Regions from separate parts of the Danio rerio genome. Here region 2 is linked to region 1. A link is a contact called in public Hi-C data. All regions are on one chromosome and are shown on one strand. Each heading gives the region's core, a stretch centred on a gene start, on an enhancer-like site or on the middle of the called end of the contact. The rest is flanking DNA. Distances are from core to core; before and after follow the strand shown.

Region 1 (7,272 bases), core at 4,559-7,058:
CAATTATATATATATATATATATATATATATATATATATATATATATATATATATATATATATATATATATATATATATATAATCATTATTTTTATTATTAACACTTTAAATAATATATTTACATTATATAATACATTTTATTTTCATTACCTGACCTTAAGTATTTTACTATTTTAGCTGTTTTTATCAATATGACTCTTTATTTTAGTAGCAATAGACATAAAAAGTCAATATATCTCATATTAGCATACAGCAAAGCTAGTGCATCTGTAGCTGTGTACAGCATAAACATTTAAGACACTGTGACAGGCACGGGGGCCGCAGCTAACTAGCGTAGTACACACCTTTACGACTAGCAGTTTGTCAAGCCGCCTAAGTGTCCCCTTAACACAATTTACGGTCATTCGAAAAGTGACAAAGCACAAAAATGGCTACTTTTCCCTCGCTGCTCCTTCAAAGCCTACTAAAACCCTGTCATAAATCTAGGCTCGTATCCGGGCAGATGGCTTGTCAGATATCACACGGCAACAACACTTTTTACCATCATTGTCTTGACAGAAATATGACGCGGAAGCTGCAGTGTCACATCACTTAGCGTGGTTTAGCTAAAGTCGCCCGGTGCCATTTTAATCAATCAAATTTGGACAGTTTTTTACTGTAATGATCGTGTGGTGGAGACCCCAGCATTAAGAGGATGCGGAGAGACTGATCTATTGCTTGATTTAAGGTTTGTACGAAGGACTCAGTCTTCTGAAGAAACAGCATCTGAAATACGCACCAGTTAGTTATGGAGTAATTCGTCTAAAGGCCCAATGGAAATGCCAGTTCTTAAAGGCATAGTTCACACAAAAATGAACATTCACAGTTAATTTATTTAACCTCAGGCCAAGATAGGTGACTATATTTCTACAATAGAACATTAAAATCATTTTTAGCTGATTCTGCGTTTCTTGGTTTTCTGTATAATGCGAGTCAATGGTCACACACTAAAATATACACATATGGCCCTATATACACTTGACGCAATACAAAGTCCGGAGTGATAAATGTGTTTCGCTAGCTTTCATATGTTTTTATTCTTTGATTATGTTTTAAATATTCTTTAAGGTGTATTGCTAATGTATTGCTAATTTGAGGCAAAAAGGTAAGTGTTCATATTTTTTGTTATTATTTTTTAAAGAGCTTGTTAGTAGGTGTGAGTGTATACATTACTTATTACACACACATGGACGTGCAGCAATACAAAAATATCTTTAAATATGAAAAAAAAAAAAAATATATATATATATATATATATATATATATATATATATATATATATATATATATATATATATATATATATATACACAAGATGGTTTTTAATCTTGCACATGAGTTGATCCATTTCCTCACCAGATCAGATTTTCTTCTTACAAAGTCCACCATGTACTATAGTAAATCTGCTGTGGTGTGACTGCAATTCACTCTTAACAGGAACGAGCATTCAGACTATTCAGATTATTGGTTTAATGGGCATTATGTCCAAACCACATGCATAACTCATTAAGAGAATATAGATCATTTTAGGGATGTAAACAAAAAACAATGGTCCTAAAGTATTTGCTGTTTTACATTTTTGATTTCCATAGCTTCAGAGAATCCAAAAAGAGCCACATATTGATAAATAATATTGTGATGGCCGTTTTAACATTAAGTTATGGTTGAATTGCCTTTAGTTACAGTAATAAAATAGTTTGACAACAAGCAGGAAATGTTTATGGGCCAATGACATCACCACATTAAAATGGTCTATTCAACCATGCACTTGGTGCACCAGCCATTTTTCATATCCTTAAAATAGCTAAATTTGGACATGCTCTAAGCTGCACCAAACACTTTGGACTGTGCGCTTACAGTAGATCAATAAAATAGAGCGTATATATAGAGCGTAAATAGAGAGTTTTACAGAACTGTATTATGTTGATGGTTACTCGAATAATCATTCATTCATTCATTCATTCATTTTGCTTTGGCTTAGTCCCTTTATTTCTCAGTGGTCGCCACAGCAGATTGAACCGCAAACATATTCAGCATATGTTTTACACAGCAAATGCCCTTCTGGCTGCAACCCAGTACTGGGAAATAACCATAAACACACATATATTCTACGGTCAATTTAGTTTCTTCTAATCACCTATAGCGCATGTGTTTGAACTGTGGGGGAAACTGACCTAGCCGAGCTTCGAACTAGAGGCCTTTCTGCTTTTAGGCGACAGTGCTTACTAGAGCTGTGCGATTTGGGAAATATCTAACTGATTTTTCTTGAAAGATGTGGCAATTTAATTTTGTAGTCAAGCTATTTTTTTTTTTTATTAGAGATTATTTAATGAAGAAATTACATTAGTTTATACATTGGTACATTATCATTTTTTAAACTGTTTTTTTTTTTGGTCAGGCTGCTTTACATAAATTTCCAATTTTAAAATTGTCTTTCTTTTTTAAATATCAGTCTAGACCTTCTTTATTACTCCCTTTCTCCTTCTACATCATGAACAAGTAAAACAAAATATTGATGTGAGTTTTCTCACCGTGTCAGCTTGGTTTTAAAAAAGAGAATCTAATGTAGATCACATTCATTGAAAAGCCAATACAGAAGTCAGAATTCCACACAGCTTTTAATGAACTTTGCATCTGATGCCAAGTTCATCATTATTTTTTAGCACCATGTTTATTTCCAATTTGACCTTTATACTAATTAGAGTTTGACCCTGGAAAGCCAACTCACTTTCTGTCTTCACACTCTCAGCCAAGGCTAGACAATGTTATTATGCCTTTATTCCCAGCAAGAGGAATATTGGGATTTTCTAAAAGAGCAAACCCATAGGTAACCTATTACAAAACTATACACAATCAATAGCTAATTTCTCTGCATTGATTACTGCTTGGACATTTAGCACACACCCTTTGGCAAGTCACTGCTACACAGACGTGCATGTGTGTGTGTGTGTGTGTGTGTGTGTGTGTGTGTGTGTGTGTGTGTGTGTGTGTGTGTTCACTCCCCATTGGCTCGCTGAGTATTACATTCATTGATTTCATGAAGAGGACTAAAAATGTCAAACTGTTCATTAATCTTAATAAAGACTGCTGAAGACCAGAGAGTCTCTCTTTGCTCTGGGCAAGGATGCAATTCATGTAGAAGAACAAACATTATACACCACTTTCCTGAGACCCAAAAGCAAAACCTGACTTGATCAAAACATAATCCTGTCCACAATATTTGATTGACCATTATACAAAAGTGTGGTGACAGTGAGTGAGGCATACAATGAAATTATTTTTAAATATTAAGTACACTTTTTACGTCTCATAGCTGCATAATTATTATTATGGATGGCACGGTGGCTCAGTAGTTAGCACTGTCGCCTCGCTGCAAGAAGGTCACTAATTCGAGCCTCGGTTGGGCCAGTTGGCGTTTCTGTGTGAAGTTTGCATTTTATTCCAGTGTTGCCGTGGGTTTCCTCCGAGTGCCTCTAGTTTTCCCCACAGTCCAAAGACATGCGCTATAGGTGAATTTAATGAACTAAAGTCACCGTAGTGTATGAGTGTGTGTGTGTGTGTGTGTGAATGACAGTGTGTATGGGTGTTTTCCAGTACTGGAAGGGCATCCACTGCATAAAACATATACCGGAATAATTAAAATATTGTTTTGAAATAGAGGCCCAATCCCAATTTTATTCTTGTTCCCCTACCCCTTCCCCTTGGCCCTTGAAACCAAGTGTAAAGGGGTAGAGCTTCAAAATTAACGTTGAAGTAAGCGGCGTTCGTCTGACAGGTCCATCTGCAATAGCACCCTCCCAATGGATACTGGATAAGATGAAATGACCAAGCATCCAGCCCAAAATATACAATCTCATGAAACTCATGAAGTGATTTTACAAGAGAGAAGTTAAAGGCCTGCATTCTATTATTACCAGATTCAAAACTTTGTAAAATCCGAGGTTCTGCCTAGCCAAAGACAAGAAAAGATGACGGAACTGTACAAGGCCTGGGTAATCATCAACAAGCAAAACAACTGCATTCTGACAGCGAACTGCACCTGTATGGCAGGGTATGTGAACTTACACTTTCATTTTTCATTTTTAGTATTCAGTGTCCGCAGTTTAATTCACCATATTTAACTGTTTTTGCTGAAATCATTACTGCAATCAAAAAATGAGTGATGTGTATGATTCAGCATAGCGTGAAATTATCTGATATAAAAAGAGAACTGCAGAGTCCAGCATTTTTAATTAGGTCCTCACTCCATTCAGCTCCCTTTTAACCAAAGACGTCTGCGGTTGGTCTTAAAAGCAATGTGGTGAATGGTAAAAGTTAAGTTAAGCATTCAGTACATTATTAATCTTTTTTATTATAATGGGAAAGTGTAAATTTTTGGAAAAAGATGCAATACTAGCTATTCTTATGGACTATAAGTCATACACTTTAGTGGGCATAACAAACAAAAAGTATTTTAAAAGTAAAAAATGTTTTTAATGTATAACCTTAAATAGTTTTCGCTCTGGTCTCTTATTTTTTATTATTATTTTATTTGTTTATTTTTTGTTTGTTTTTCTTTCTTCTTTTTATTCTTTAAATTGTATTATGCAGATTGTAACACATCTCAATTTTTTACTAATGTTCCAAGTTTATGCAATCTATTGTTAACTGTTATTGAAACAACAACAACAACAACAACAAAAATATCCTTGAAATTTAAAACTGCAAAGCTTTACCTGACTGACGTTCTAGAACAACAGTCCAAAAAACAACACCAGCAATAATAGCACCATCTTGTGGCTGGTAGTCGAATCTCATTCATTCTTCCTTAAAGAAAAAAAAAGGTAATATGGCAAGCCATTTTAACATTTAATCAACAGGCCCGTAGCCAACCTACTGAGCATTTTGCAGTTAATCTCCTCAATTTCTTTTCAATTATGAGGGTCAAATGGTGCATTTAAGTGACATTTTAAGCACTGATCTTTGCTGCGTAGCTTGTTGGATGGTAACCACACTTTGATGCAACAAATATTTTTCTTATAAGTTATTATGAGATTATAATTAATGTAAAAAAAAAAGATAAGTATGAAAAAATACTTATTTTTAAAATACAAGTTTATTAGCATGTATCATTGATAACAATAATAAACAATTAGGAATCTAACACTTATTCAAAACCAAACTAAAACATATTTGTAGCCTGCAGGCAAATTATAAAATGCATAACTACATTTAGCCTAGTAGGCCTTTCTATTTTCATGCTTCAATTATTTTTAGAGTACTGTAACTTAAGTTAGTTCTTTAATTATATTCATACATTCGTTCAATGCTAGAATTTATCAAGTAGCTGTATTTATTTATTTATTTTAATAAATATTATGAATAAATACTGTGGTGACTAATACTATTGTATTGCTACTAACATTTAATTGTTTAGGTTACTAGTAAAGAAGTGGATGAGCCCTTCAGGTTGGAATTCACCCTTAGCCTAGTTCGTCCACTCTATTAGTACAATACATGTTAAAACAGCTTGCCATTTTCGTTGTAGTTGTTTGAAAGAATGTTGAGATAATAATCTGAAAATTAATATCACATTTCTAAAATTAATGCTGAATGAGAACAGCCAATGGTTAGCCCAGTCGTAGTAAGATAGTAATCATAGATATGGTTAGTAATATTAATAATACTGATGATAATAATAATAACAACAACAACGTTAAACAATAAGTACATGACGAAATTTGTTAAAGGATATTATTTTGAAAACGGATGTGACGTCAGACTAACAGTTACAGTAATACGCACACTACACAAAACACTTATGTTTTGTCGCAATATGCAATCTTTAGTATTTACCAATGGTCTTTACTAACCAGGAAGCGTCACGCCTTCATCCTGCGTTTTAAGTTACATGATTCAATCCCACTTGGCAAACGAGAACGAGAACTTGCATGCAGGAAAATGCAAAGATCAATCAAAGAGCTGAGTGTTCGTTATGACCCGATCAACGAAACCAATACTTTTACTAATGGAGACATCGTGGAGGGGCGAGTTGTTCTGGAAGTGACCAAAGAAATAAACGTGGAGAATTTGTTTGTGAAGCTGACGGGCGACGCGGACGTGCGCTGGACTGAAGGCTCAGGGGATGACGAAAGATCCTACAGCGACCATGAGAGATACTTTAAACAAAAGCAATATTTTATCCAGGACAGCTCGAAGAAAGGTGAGATTGCTTGAAAAACGAAATACTGTCATCTATATTAGGAGTAACGTTATTAGGCTGCTAATTCAGTTAAAATGCATATGGAGTATGCTGTGCAATCTGTGTAACAAGTTTGGGAAATAATAAGACTGCTACTGGTCTAATGCCTGCAGGACAATGTGAAAAGAATACCACACTTGTAAGTGGAGAAACTTGTAAGTAAAGTTTTCAATAATATTTTGCACTAATAAATGATGTAATATTAAACAAATAAGTACAAGCTATGCGTGACCCTGAACCACAAAACCAGTCTGAAGTTACACGTGTGTGTGTGTATGTGTGTGTGTGTGTATATATATAGTGTGTGTATATATATATATATATATATATATATATATATATATATATATATATATATATATATATATATATATATATATATATATATATATGTATGTATATGTGCCTGAAATTATTCAAATAATTTCCCTTGGGGTATGAATAATTTCGGGCCGGAAATATATCCATATATAAATATGGATAAATTCTCAGTTTGGATAAATTCTCAGTATGGATAAATTCTAAAATTTTTTACCCTCAGATTTTAGATCTCTGACAAATATTGTAATAAAAAAAAAACTACATTAGTAGAAATGGAATGGTCTTGTGGTCCTGGGTCAATTAATTATTATATAAAAAGTTACATGAGACATTTTTGCTGCTGACAGTAGACTTACTAAGCTAAGGATGTCCTATATTCCTCAGATGGATCAGTGATCAAACCAGGAAGTCATGTCTTTCCATTCAGATTTCAGCTGCCTCAACAGTGAGTAATGCTACTGAAACTTTTCTTTCATTTAAAATGCATCTTCAATGATGGTTGCTCTGTGTTGAGTAATACACAGATGAGCCAAACATTATGATCAGACACAGATGAAACAAACATTTTTGAACTGCTAACAAGGCCACACATTAAGACTAGGGTATAAGCAATCAGTATTAATAATCAATGGGTAGGAAGATCAGAGATCAGAGCTATTTTCTCGGGGTT
Region 2 (7,330 bases), core at 1,408-3,907, 720 kb before region 1:
GCACTGAAGAGCAGACGAGCTGCAAGCTCACAGATGTTCTCGATCCCCATAATATTATTGGGCTGCATGCACTGGCTGCCATAGCGAGACGTAGGATAAGGCTCGGCCCGAAGTAGTAACGAGATGTATCCGGAGAGATAGCAATGACCGTTCAGAGGATCCCCATTCGTTAGCGCATACTGGCCCGGGTTCGGTTGGGTTGGAGGCATTCTTCCTCGCTGAACCGCTGACAAAAAGAAAGAAAGGGAGAGGAAATGTACATCCAGAACTGAGAAACATCATTGATGTGGAAGCTTTACTTCGAGTGCATGAGCAGTCTAGACTGCTGTTTATCATATACGAAATTGCAACAAAATTGCACAATATTTAATATTTATTTGTGAGGCATTGCGTTTCGAAGAAAAATCTTTTCACATGGTCCTTGTATCCCTACTAACCTCATTTATTATTGGATGGTAAATGTTTACCTTTGTATATGGACAGAATATGGAGACATACAAACGCTAGCTATCTCTCTCTCACTCGCTGTGTTTGTGTCTATTTATGTCTCCACAAACACGCGCACGCACATGAAAATTCGTTTGAAATGTTATTTTGTAGTTTTATAGGCATGTAGCAAACATTACAGTGGACAAAACGGGTTTAAATCTCGACTTCAGTAGAATTAGTTCACTGCCACTGACATCTGTCTGATTATAAATGCTATACTGTAATAATATTATATGTAATACTTGTAATATACGTATGTGTAGGTTTACGTGTAGTAACACGTTTCCAGGCAATTTAATAATGAGTACTAACTCTGGAACAGTGAAAATGTCCACAAACGAGTACGAAGAGTTTGTTTTCATTATTAAATTCAAGTAAAAAATAAATGAATAAAAATAAACAGGACAAAGGGCACGTGTTAAGTTTTTAAAAGAATCTAAATATTATCAATAGCAGTTTCGCACTACTCGTTATTAAGACTAGAGTGTAAGTTGTAAAGGCCATTGTTCACATACAGCTTAGGCTGAGAGGGGACAGACAGGCCTCTCTGAACGTTTACTCTAGGCTACGGCGTGAAAACAGACTTGTACATCTTACTTCGAGAGATAAACATAGGCTATAGCTTCTTATTTCAATAGGGTACACTATATGTGCATGTGAACGTAGTTAGCTTTTTCGTCTTTCAGCACACACGTAAAAGCACGTAGGCTTAGCTACACACTTAATCTTTATCTTTCTTTTTGACACACACAGTGTTTACTGGGTGACTTTATAATATATATTGTTATTTGCGAGTTGAAATTGGTGCATACGATATTTGCCAATCTATGTAAAAAAAACTATAATAGATCCATGCTGATCTTGCATATATACGCGTGTATTTACAAACGCGCCCTCTGACACTCTTTAGCAATAATTCAATACGATAGTATTTTGCGTTTGCATATTAATATTGCGAGGTCTGCATAACCTTGCTTTAAACAATAAACCTGTTTGTGTAGCAAGTGTGATGTATTCAGAAAAATATATTCACCTTCCCGCCGCATGCCCACTTTTAAACACTTCTTCAGCCGACAATATTGGCACTGATTACGATGGTGTTGGTCAATAGGACAGTTCCTGTTGGCACGACATGTATATGTTAAGTTCCTTCGGACACTCCTCTTGAAGAAACTTTTGCATCCTTCGCAGGTGAATTGACCATAGTGCTTGCCGCTTGATTTGTCCCCGCAAACAACACATTCTATATGCTGTTGACTCTGTCCAGAATTCTGGCTGCCCTTGTCGCCAGCCGTCCCTGGTGTGGACGGAGGTCCTGGCTGACTGGGGGTCTGCGGAGTGTGTGGTGCCGCTGACGCCGCCTGCTGTTGCTCCCTCGCCGGCTGAGCTGCTGGATTGGGGCCGCTCGGAGGTCCTCCAGCCACGTCTTCCTGCGGATCTCGCCAGACGCTAACTACCATTGCCATATCTCGGGCCCGAAAAGTGCTTTCAAGCGAACTGGTCGCTCGGATATCGGAGCAGGGAAAAGGGAAGTCTTGGACGAACGGCAGCGCGAATTCAAATCGGAGCACTCAATCTCATAGGGAAAAAAGTAGAAGCAGAAAATGGTCAATACATTCAAAATACCGGAGTCGATAGAAAGGCACCCGATCAGGATATGCAGTTGTCGGGAGGCCAGTTCCAAGGTAAATTGCAGTCAGCCATTCGGGAACCCAATCGTGAATGAAGAAAGCGATCCCAGACGTAATATAAAAAAAAACAGTTTTCTTAAAAAATACCGCAGTAAAAAACAAAATCTTCACGTTGAAGCAAAAATAATAGCTTTCTGGTGGACCGCAGATCCAAAGTGCTGTGCAAAATAAATTCCCCTCTTTTTTCTTCCTTGCTCCTCTCTCCGTCTTCGCGGTTGGAGAGGAGGAAACACTGAAGAACGGATTTCTCTATCTATGTTCATGAATAAAGCTCATCTGGTCCAGCGAAAAAAAGCAACGTCGCCCGACTGGCTATGTAGTTTCACCTCTCCAGTAGGAAAAGAAAAGAAAAAAAGCAACTAATGGAATATGTAAGAAGCAGAGACCCAAAAAGAATGCGTTTTAACGGGAGTACCAGCGGAGCAATGTTTCCGAAACGGAGATCTGCGCGAATGTCTGTATATAGTGAACTTTGACACTACTATTGAAACTGACACGTTTCTATGGAGATCGCTGCGCCTTATATGGTGCTCGTGTCAAGGAGCCAAGAGAGGGGCTGCTGGCAACTGATAATCAAAGGCGACTGACTGGTCAGAACCCTGCATCGAGGGGGGAGAGAGAAAATGGGAGGCTAAGGTTAGCCAAGCCTCCTTCACTCCATTGGTTAGAGTCCTCGCTCCTCGCTACCTACGACTGAGGGCTCTGACAAGCACAATTTACATTGCTCTCGCCCCTGCGCTGCTATTTACTTTGAAACCCGATTAGAATGGACCGTCTATTGTCACAAAAAAAGAGGAAGAAACCCCAGAAAGAAGCGGCGAAAAGCGGGATGAAAGCAATGAGCGAACTACGCGCACGTGAAAAATAAACAAATGCGTGTGAGGCAAAAGGACTGGTGCGAACCTCACAAAGTTGAAAGTGTTTTGTTCAAAGCCCTAGTCTTAATTACACAAAAACACCGTAACGGCGTCCAGATTTGAACTATGAAGGTCCCATTAATGTTTAACGCAATTTGACAGACCGATATAGCCCACCGACTCGAAATTGCGTATCGATGTATAAAATTCGCTTTTACGTGTCAATATTACACTTAATCCTCAGCACAACGATTAAATTAAAAAGCACCGGGAAGCGCGATGACTACCACTAGTTTGACTAGAGGGATATATCAGTATAGGCTATAACGGAATGTTTTCTCAGTGATAGGAAACATATCAAGCAGTAAACCAGGGCACAAAAGAGGAATCAAAGTATAATGATATTGAAAAATAGAAAAATACATCGATGGATCCATCCATGTTTTAACATATTTATTAACGAGGGAAGTTTTGGTATAATGCGCAGGGAAACCGGCTTTTTGAGCATGAATGCTGAAGGCTGCGCTGTACAGACTTATAATGTCTGGATCGGGCTGCCATCTAGCGTACAGTAGACAATTACAGCGACATGAAAAATTAGTAATTTATTGTCATTTAAAGCATGTTTCCAAATGTAACTCGTAGACAAATTGCGCGGTGGGATGAATGTTTCTGATTTTTTTTAGTGAAGTAGGCTATTAAAAACATCAGATTTAAAAGTATTTTGATTATGTTTTGCAGGAACTTGTTTAGCATCAAGTTTATTTTTATTTTTTATCAATGTCTCCACTTGAGATGCTTATTTTATTTTTGTTTTCGGAGAAAAGCTTTTTGGCCTCTTATTAGCGGACAAAACAGCAATGTTTAAAATTCAAGTATTTAATAAATATTTTAGTAGCCTTTATCACCTATCACCTATTTTTACCATAAGTTTTTTTTTTTTTTTTTTTGTACAAACAATGCATCAAAGTCCAAAACTGTGTAAGTGAAGTTAAGAGGAAACAAAACCCCGATACCCGACCGTTCAAGAAACCCTCTAGTTACAAAAAGGTAGCTTATTTTCAACTCGACCGCGGAGCTTCTCCGTCCCTCCACAAACAGATCCATAGAAACACACGCTGTTGTCCTCTGTTCATTGCAAAGGTGAAACGAATAAGATTAAAACGAACAAAGAGAAACTTCTGTAAGTGTACCATCAAGGTTTTACTCCACAGATAGGGAAGAGAGCGAGAGGGGAGAGAGGGAGAGGGACAGCGAATGGGAACACAAGGCACGCATGAAAACAGCACTGAAGAAACGGTAAAGTGGACACTTGGACATTCAAAGTGCGAGCGCCCAGCGACTGGTTGGTATTAGCTACTTAGGATCGGTGATTTCTCAGTTTGGTCCGTGTTCGAAAGGTAGGTACTTTTAACACTTTATTTAATCCCAAATTTAGTTGCAATTCATATAGATATAGACAGCAATGTGTGTAAACTTGTATCAAACTTAAATATAAAAACCTATCAAACAGATAACGTTAGACTGTCAGGTATAAGCAATATGAATATAGTCCACGGGCGATCGGTAGACCGAATTCCGTCGATCACTTGCACTAGTCTACTCAATCTGAAATAAAGAGAAAAAAACAAGAGGAACACTAAGAATGTAGTGATTCTGAACATGACTGAACGTTCGACTTTAAGAAGTGGCTTTTCACCTGTGCTATTCGTCTTGCATGATCTCGTAATGGGAAGATCGATAGCAGTCTGTTTGTCTAAGTGATAATGTCAACGGATTAAAAGGACGATTATACGATAGACCTGTTCTGAATAAAGTAGGACTGACTCGTGTACTACACTTAACAATTCTGAAAAGTTGGAAAAACTGATAAAATAAGTATAAACCGATAAACAATAAAGTAAGTATGAAGCAATTAAATCAGATCTAAAAAATGCTTTACAACTATGTCTACCCCAATGACTGCTCATGTCTTTCTTTAAATTACATATAAACATACTTAAAGCTTTGCAAAATAAGAATATAGAAAACACATTCACTATATATGATTAACTATTATTTATTTTGTATGCATTTATTTTTTTCTCTCATATTTATTTTAGAGTTAGGCCAGAAGTTAATGCAAATTAATCATCAAAAGCATTTGTCATGAGCTGTAATGAACGTTTATTGACAGACATGAACTAAAATAACATGTAAACTAATGTTTGAAAAGTTTGTTGCAGTGGATTCACGTGACTATATAAAGGTTAACCATAAACTAACAATGACCGAAAAATTGCTAACTATTTAGATGATGCTACAAGTACCAATATATTACCTGTTTGAAATCAGTGATGGTTTAAGAGGTACGCTTTGTGCTATATTATCACGTTTGATAAAATTTCTACAACAACAACAATGCTAATAAAAGTGATGATAATAAATTGCTTCAAAGCACCTCATGCAATTTGTAATATGATGTTATGTTTCTTAATGTACGTGCACCTCGTTGAAAATAGCAATAAACAAAATATACCATTTTGTATAATGCATGCTCTCGAAGAGCAGTTCGAGTAATAAAATCCCACGAATGGCGGACCTCCTACAAAGTAAGCACGGATGTAAATACGCTAGGGTTAGGTGGTATAAACACTGGACACAGCAGGGATAAACTATATTTGATTTTCCTCGTTTTAGACACCTGATGTTGCATTTAACTAAAGTCATATTGAGATTAAAATAAATCTAAGGGATATCATTTCTGTTTGCTTGCATTTAGTACGTAGAGAAGTAAAAGTAAACGCAATTTTCACTACATTTCTAAGATTTTGTAGTGTATATATTAAATGCTATATTGTAAAGACGTTTGGATTGTTTGTGCTGCTGAATAGCAGGCCTACCTTGAGTATTTAACACTTATGTCGTATGTACAAATAAGTTAACCTACATTGTAATAAATAGCACAAACGTAAGCCATAAATTAATAAAATTATTATTTGATACAGAAAAAGTAATCATTAAAGCAATATGCCAAATCTTTATGTAAAGTATATTATTACTACTTTGCAAGCAAAACAACACGTTTTTATTTTTAAAGAAAAATAAATATTGTTCTTATGATGTGCTTTTGAGGATATCTGAGTGTTGCCTTGAAGAGTTTAACGTAAAAGCAAGACATTTTACTCTTTCGTTCATAGATGTATTTCCTCTGTCTAATAATCTCAAAGTCTTAAACACATTATACGCGCCTCTCCAATGCGATGGTGGGTTTTGTCACTTTGAGTAGTGGTGAGTTGAAAGGAAAGAGGAGGGTGCTTTTGTTCAATTTGATCCCTAACTATTTGGGGCTAAGATTGGTGTGAAAGGGACGAGAAGGTCACTTAGAATCGCCTTTTATCTGCTGCCATTTTCTTTATGGATCAGCAACTTTCAATGGACATCATCTAATCGCTCTTAATGGAAAGGATAGTGGGGAGAGATGTGGAAAATATCTTAAAACTACGCCACTTAATATTACTGCATGGTCTATTTAAAATACTAGTTAATGTTTTGAACAAAATCACTCCACATTTTCGTCAGTCCAGCTTTATAAGGGAGGCCTAAAAGCACCAGCATGCTTTTGCACACCGGGTTATAATATTTAAACATTTTAACCTAACTTTCGCCGTCATAAAAAGTATCTTTTTTTGTCATATAAACAGCACGTTGTCACATTTCATTTTGCGCAAACCAACCAAATTTAGATGAAATAAAATACGATTATCAAAGATTTTAATCAACTTTTTTTTGTTTAAAATTCACAGAAAAGAGGGAAATCATCTAACCGCAAATATGGAGCTCTGTTGATGCTCTGTGATATGCTGGCCTTCACGGCGGATAAAGACAGGTAGGAAAGCAATGTTCTTTGTAAAGATTCTAAATACATCGTCAAATTATGAATTAATGATAAAATAGCAGTTTTAGCAATTATTAATATGAATTAATTTGCCCATAGCTTAGTTTAGTTAGAGTGTTAGTTTAGTTAGAGAATGTCAGTTTATACAGGAGGTAATGGTTTTATTGCTCACAAACCCTCATCTATTTTGAGCTTATGTGCTAATTGCCTTGGATGGTCTCAGCGAGCAAGATCATAAATCCGTTAGCAGTTAAAACAAGCCCAGACCAACAATAATTAGTCTAACTTACACTTTGACATTCCCTCAAAAGACACGAAAACCGCAACAATGACACCTATAAGCACTCGTATCTTTGTCAGCAGAGCAATCATAAAGAACCAAGATCCATTTTTTAGTCATTGTGCCCTGTAGACGT

What was found. Hi-C and Micro-C count contacts between places; a contact is called where the count stands out from the background.
Region 2: a Hi-C map of an unstated tissue shows a contact between it and region 1, with 4 times the contacts expected there. The contact joins the promoter of nr2f1a here to the promoter of si:dkey-172m14.1 in region 1. A contact is called at or near these places in 1 of 18 Hi-C or Micro-C datasets (an unstated tissue) and 1 of 4 datasets of contacts at active chromatin or transcription factors (embryo).

The regions. Positions count from the first base shown.
Region 1 is chr5:53,098,180-53,105,451 of GRCz12tu, reverse strand. It overlaps si:dkey-172m14.1, which reads left to right and starts at 5,808. Exons shown (of 7, transcript NM_001201438.2): 1 at 5,808-6,242; 2 at 6,395-6,436; 3 at 6,987-7,047. The coding sequence starts at 5,981.
Region 2 is chr5:53,811,388-53,818,717 of GRCz12tu, reverse strand. nr2f1a (nuclear receptor subfamily 2, group F, member 1a) reads right to left here and starts at 2,657. Exons shown (of 3, transcript NM_131180.1): 1 at 1,523-2,657; 2 at 1-226. The coding sequence starts at 1,955. linc.0464 (lincRNA gene 0464) reads left to right here and starts at 4,344. Exons shown (of 3, transcript XR_223641.6): 1 at 4,344-4,437; 2 at 6,823-6,905.